2 separate regions of the Hordeum vulgare genome follow, and region 2 is linked to region 1. A link is a contact called in public Hi-C data. All regions are on one chromosome and are shown on one strand. The core of a region is the stretch at or near the end of the contact, and the rest is flanking DNA. Distances in the headings are between cores, read along the strand shown.

The links. A called contact is a pair of places that touch in the nucleus more often than the background predicts.
Region 2: a Hi-C map of leaf shows a contact between it and region 1, with 4 times the contacts expected there. The contact joins the promoter of LOC123439717 here to the promoter of LOC123443346 in region 1. A contact is called at or near these places in 4 of 6 Hi-C or Micro-C datasets (leaf and seedling) and 1 of 1 datasets of contacts at active chromatin or transcription factors (embryo).

The regions. Positions count from the first base shown.
Region 1 is chr3H:155,461,701-155,465,060 of MorexV3_pseudomolecules_assembly, reverse strand. LOC123443346 (probable folate-biopterin transporter 4) reads left to right here and starts at 1,673. Exons shown (of 7, transcript XM_045119684.1): 1 at 1,673-2,013; 2 at 2,650-2,777. The coding sequence starts at 1,912.
Region 2 is chr3H:155,688,317-155,691,676 of MorexV3_pseudomolecules_assembly, reverse strand. LOC123439717 (transcription factor bHLH150-like) reads left to right here and starts at 1,847. Exons shown (of 1, transcript XM_045116404.1): 1 at 1,847-3,360. The coding sequence starts at 2,392. The coding sequence ends at 3,066.

The sequences.
Region 1 (3,360 bases), core at 424-2,923:
TCTTGGATATTTTCATCAGGAAATAGAAGATATGACCATGATATGATGTAATGATATTGGCTTTTTATTTGATCCCAACGACGCCATATCAATGACTGAATTTGCTGGAATAGCCTTCACATGGAAGTCATATAAATGGATTTTAAATGTTATTTCCAGTTATCATTCTAACATAATTGCTTTATCTAAAGGCATTGCACAATATGCATAACTTAGTAGAATGGTTAACCACACTTAAAATCATGTGACTGAGATTCATCAGAATCACATAATTTGATTTATCAAGATACTTCCACTTGTGTTACTCAATACTTGTAGGTTATATGAAGAGCAATATCATAAATCACATTGCTCGAAAATTACTTACCCTCACGGATTATAGAAAATTAAGAAAATAATTTGCAAACAAAATAGTGTTATAATCCAACAGATTATACACAATCTCATGTTCATGTCAATGGAATTGGTATGAGATGTCCTTCATATTTGCAAAGTTCAGGGGGAGTAATCTCCCAAACTATAACCTATTAACAACCATCAGATTGCATATATTGTACTATTTTTATCTTGATGAGTTTTCCCCTAACGGTTTCTCATAAAGGTTTTTAACAATATAATATAAACACAAGTGTCTTTATATGCCATATCATTTTCTCCTTATATTTTTCCCGCTGGATTTTAAAGGAGTTTTCAATGGCATGTACGATTGCACTTTTTCCCTTATGAGTTTTCTCTCAAGTTTCTCATAATAGTTTTTAGTGAGGCAATATCTTCTCAAAGATCATATGTCATACTTTCTGTTTTTCCTACCAAGGTTTTTAAAGAAAGTACTCAAGACATATTAATTGTTCTCTAAACTTATCAATGAGTTTTCTCCTTCTTCAAAGGTTTTCTCATATGAGTTATCAAGAGGCAATGATCATCATATGTTGTATCATTTTTTTCCTTATTTTTTTCACTGGGTTTGAAGGAGTTTTAGCAACATATCTACTCTGTTCTCCTCATATTTTTTCCACAGTGTTTTTGGGGAAGACTCTCAAGATTATCTCGAAGATTTCTCAAGATGAAAGATCTATATGCAAGAAGCTTTCAACGATGACACATTCAAGGAGCGGTGTTGTACAAGGGGGAGTGTTAGAAATTAATTAGTAGATTAATTGGGCAAGGGATGTGTCCAACCCCGAACAGTCGTGTCTCCTCTCTCTCTATATATTGCCAACATGCACCTGTTCTGGAGGGATGCCTTCGAACAGACACCTCTTCTTCACACCTCTTCCAGATGTATATATACTTGAGAATTAATAGAGATCAGGACTAATCGTCCATTCACTTTCATTCAATCTCGTTTTACTCTAACAAAAACCACAATATGACGACTCTACTAGAAGGAAATCGTGAAGAATGAATGTTTATAAGTGAGTATCCAAGTAACATTCCCCTCCTATGGTAGATGGATAACTTTAGCTCAAGTGACCTCACAAGCAAGAACGTGTACTTTTATTAAAAAAAAACGGATGGAGGAATAGAGGAAGACATTTTATCTTAGCTTACACGGGCCGCTCTAGTCAACGAAGCTAGAGCAAAGCTCGCTGGAGCTGTCGGCGTGGCAGAGTGTGAGTGGTTGTCAAAATCCGCCGCGCCAATCAAACGGCACATGTCGATGAGCTGTGACACGGCCAGGCCCACGGGTGACGTCTCAGTCAGCCCTCACAAACCCCGTCAAGCCGGAGGACATCCATCCTCCGACGTCTCCGTGCATGTGTCATACGGGCAGCGCATTCCCGCATCTCTCGCACCGCCCTCACTCCAATCCGTCTCTCTCCCCAACTCCCGATCCAACACCGAGATCTCCCGGAGGTTTCTTTTGCCGGAGGAGGAGGGGGAAATCCGTTTCCCTCGTGAGTCGTGAACATGGCGGAGGCGGAGGCGGCCTCGCCGTGGTGGGCGGGGCGGATGGCTGCGGCGTTCGGGGCGCCGTTCCTGTGGCTCGTCTGCCTGATCTACTTCATCCAGGTCTATTCCTCTCTCCCATTTCTCCGCACACGCGCCGTCGATTCAGATAGATCCGCCACTCATGTGCGTGTCCGTATGATCATTTCGTGATTTGCGTTTCCAGAACACGCAAGATGATGAAGGATACCTGGACTCCTATTTTGAATAATTCCTTTTGTAGACAGCACGCTAATTTTATCTTGTTGCGGACGCGAAGCCCGTGCTGCCACAGTAGCTTGAGATGGACGTCTAGTGTTTATTTATATGCTTGCCAAATCAGTCACTTTCTGTATAGAGAGACTCAATTGCGCTGAAGAACCGATGAATCATTCTCTGCCCCATGGAAATGTGAAACTATCAAGTGTTGGCAAGTCTTGCATTGGACTGCGATGCCTTAAACAACTTGATGTGGTAATTGCACTGGATGCCGGGCATTGGTGGCATGTCATGTAGGGGGCCAAGGTTGTTCATTCATATCGTTAGCTCTTGTTCCATTTCCATGCTTTGGTGATATGCCTCAGTTGCAAAATTCCTTGTCTGTATTCAGCATAATTAAAGAGGCCCTCCTTCAAATCTCTTTGTTTTTATCGAATGCTTCACAAATCACAACATGTTAACATTTTAAATGTTCTAATTTTATATTCTTCAATGTTGTAGGGTTTCAGATCTTTTGTCTGGACAGCTGTCTCGTATCAAATGAAGGACATGATGAAGCTGTCACCCTCAACATCACAATTTTTGGTCTCTGCTGCATTTTTTCCTTGGAGCATAAAACCTATATATGGGTAATGTTACCTTTCGTTCGTTGCTTTATTATGAAGTGAAACTTAACAACATCTTTTTTATATGTCATTAGTGTTGCACCTCAGTTTTTCAGAATTATGCCTTTTTCAGGCATAAATTTGGGTATTATTTGATATTGGCGTCCACCACAAGTCCACAACACAAGTTTACTACTGCATTTCTAAGTTCTAGTGTTCCACTGATTTTGTTACAGTATTTTCTCTTAGTTACGAGTAAAGTTCATAATGATGGTATGCTTGCATGTATGTTTATCTCAAATGGAGTTATAGATACGTAATTGTTCTGCCGGAGCTAAACAATTTTTTGCATTGATGTTTAATTACAGATTACCGTGAATAAAACTTAGCACAAACAATCTGGACATAGTTTGTATTCAAGTAGTTTTAATAGAAAATTGTTGACATGTACAACTCATTTGTAGATATGCGTACATGAGAGTAACATGGAAATGTAAAAGGAAACACGTCACAGGAAGTAGTTCCCACATCTGAGGTCAATAGCTTTTTTGCTGGGCATTCGGACATTCAACGGTTCTAGTACATTGGCCTGTGCAATATCAAATTC
Region 2 (3,360 bases), core at 598-3,097, 230 kb before region 1:
AGATTTGAGTTCTCCACGGTGATACGTGGAAGTGAAGTTTGAGAAGCTTATTACTCTTGGGTGTTTGGGCACCCTAGAGCTTGTGCCTCTTGGGTGCTTTGGCGCCCTAGACGGTTGGTGGTGCCTCGGAGCTCAATAATTATGGTGTAAAGCTCTCGGCAAGCGTCGGGGTCTCCAATTAGGTTGTGGAGACTGCCCCGAGCATTTGAGGTCACCTCGGAGCGACAATCCATTGTGGTGAAGCTTCGTGGTGGTGGTGTTGGGAGCCTCTAGATAAGTTGTGGAGATTGCCCCGACCTTATTTGTATGGGTTCGGTGACCACTCTCAAGGATCCCTTAGTGGAATCACGACATCTTGTATTGTGCGAGGGCGTGAGGAGATTACGTCAGTCCTAGTGGCTTCTTGGGGAGCACTGTGCCTCCACACCACTCCAAACGGAGATTAGCATCTGCAAGGGTGTGAACTTCGGGATACATCATCGTCTCCACGTGCCTCGGTTATCTCTTACCCGAGCCCTTTACTTATGCACTTTACTTTATAATAGCCATATTGTTTCACATCATATATCTTGCTATCATTTAGTTGTTTATCTTGCTTAGCATAAGTTGTTGGTGCACTTAGGTGAGCCTAGTTGTTTTAGGTTTTGTGCTTGACCAATTAAAGTTAGTTTTTTTTCTGCATTTGTTGAAACCGAAACTATAATTATTTTAAAGCGCTTATCCCCCCACCTCTACGCGACATCCACGTTCTTTCACCATCCTTTTAAGGGTCTAGTTCATATCTTCAAACCTAACTGAAAACCTATGGATCTCAAATGCAAAATGAGGAATAAAAATAAGCAGAACAAAGAACCACGAGGTCAATTTTGTGACTAAGCTTGGTTTAATGTGACTTAAAGATCCTCAATCAACTAGGCATATTTCGTAAACTTGGAGGCAAATTTCACCTCATTCAAATTAAGTTGATAAAATAGACAAATACATTAGATAGAAACGTGTGAACAAAAATTAACATGCACACAAGTAACTCAACACTCATAGGTTATGTACACACCCACGTAATGAATTGTTCTCTTTCTCCATAATGACTCAACAAATTTTAGGGTTTCATCCCTGCCAGCACCACTGTTCGTCCACCCCACCTAAGATGGCCCTTGGGCCTTGGAGGTACAACGGACTCCCTCCCTTGAGGGAGTGCATCAGTGCTTTAGGTAGTTTCAGTGTTTTTGGCTGGACGACAAGAGAACAAATGTGTCTCAGATTTAGTGTAATGTCGTCCCCGTCCCGTCCCCTCTCCGACGGAAGACGATGAGGCGCGTCTCTGACGGATCCATTTGGATTTGTTTGACCCTTATTTCGTTGATGTCTTTGCAGGAATGACCCTTTTGATCTACACTTTTCATCGTCGGCGATGATTGATATATGCCGGTGTGTTGGTTATTTGTCCTCTTAGCACGAGGACTTTCCGATGGTCTATTATAATAAGGTTCGACCCGCTCCCATAAGGAAGGGGCATGACGACAGCATCTTCGACGTGCTTGAGTGCTTATAATCATGGTTTGGTGCTCCATGGATTTGGCTGTATTTTCTCTAAGGTTGCGTATTACTAAATGATCGAGTATTTTTCGCAACAAGAAAACCCAACACTCACGACATCACTATTATTATGAATCAACTAGTGATTCCGACTTCAACAACGACTCTGACTTGAGTGCTGATAGCTAGCATGGAGATGACACGTGGTTTTAACAAAGTGGTCGAAGATCGATACTCCTTTGTTTTTGTTTATTTGGCACGCTGAATTTACTTAAAGTCAAAACTATAAACTTTGACCAAGTTTATGGTAAAAAATAATAATATATACACCACGAAATCAAAAAGGGCGCATCTTTCGGATAAAAAGGCCCTTTTTCAGGTAAAATCAAAAGGGCTTAATATGAACCACAACGTTGGGAAACACTAATACTAGCACGGCAAAAAAGTGAAAATAAGAAAGCGCGCACTCATCAATAGCGACCGTAGCGAGCGAGCGAGCGAGCAGCGCGGAGGCCACGCTACAGCGCCAAATTCCACACCAAACAAAGGCGCGGCGACGAAGGAAGGAAGGAGCGAGCAGGCAACACCCGCACTAGGACTACTCCAATGTCTAATCCAGTCGCTAATCACCACCACCACCACCACCGCACCAGCAAATAAGTACGCCCACCCCCGCGACGGAAAGCTAATCTCTCCTCTCCTCTCCTCTCCTCCACCTTCTCTTTCTTCTTCATACTCCCACCATCTCCACCACCACCACCACCACCATCTTCTCCTTTCTCCCACCCACCTCTCTCCGCTGAGTCACCTCCGCACGCCACCCGCCGATTGATTTCTCCATCCAGGTGCGCGGCCATGATCTCTATAGGCGGGTCGTCGTCTTCCTCGTCGTCGTCGGCCGCGGCGGGTGTCCGGATGGGCGGGGCCAAGCGGCGGGGGAAACCGGGCGGGGCCGCGCCGGGGGCCGCCGGACCGCCGCAGACCAAGTGGCGCAGCGGCACGCAGGAGAGGATCTACGGCCGGCGCCTGCTGGACGCGCTGCGGGCCACGCGGTCCGGCGCCGCGTCCTCCGCGCACCACACGCAGCCGCGCGCCGTCAAGGCGGCCGCCGATTCCGCGCTGGCGCTCACGGCGCGCGGACAGTCGCGCTGGAGCCGCGCCATCCTGCTGGCCGGCGCCGCGTCCTGCCGCCGCCGCGTGCTCGTCAAGGCCGGCGGGAAGATCCGACGCCACCGCCGCCCGCAGGCGCGCGCCGCGGCCGCTGCGTCCAAGGCCGCGGCCGCCGGCGAGCCACCGGTGCTCAAGGAGAAGAAGGTGAAGGACCGGCTCCGCGTGCTGGGCCGGCTCGTCCCGGGCTGCCGGAAGCTGCAGGCCCCCGACCTGCTCGAGGAGACGGCCGACTACGTGGCCGCGCTGGAGATGCAGGTCAAGGCCATGCGCGCGCTCGCCGACGCGCTCGCTGCGGCGCAGCTATCCTCGCCTCCCCCGCCGTCCGCCACCGGCGAGGACGAGGCCGAGATGGAGAGGTGAGGGTCTGACTCATCGCCTCGCCTCGCCTCCGAGGGGGAGGAGATTGATGATGACATGATGGCGTTGGGCTCGGGAAAATAAGGGCGATTAATTGCTGGATGGACGGATGGATTGTTACCGCGAGAGGGGGTTCTGCGATTCCAGGAGGATATTGTGATTCCGATGATGATGATTGCTGCTGCTGCTGATTTGTAAATTCTTGATGCTACGACTTGTATAAGTAATGCTGCTCTCTTCTTGTCTTGTGTTCTTGAAATGTTCTTCCTCCTTGTGAAACAAGACGGGGGATTCCTG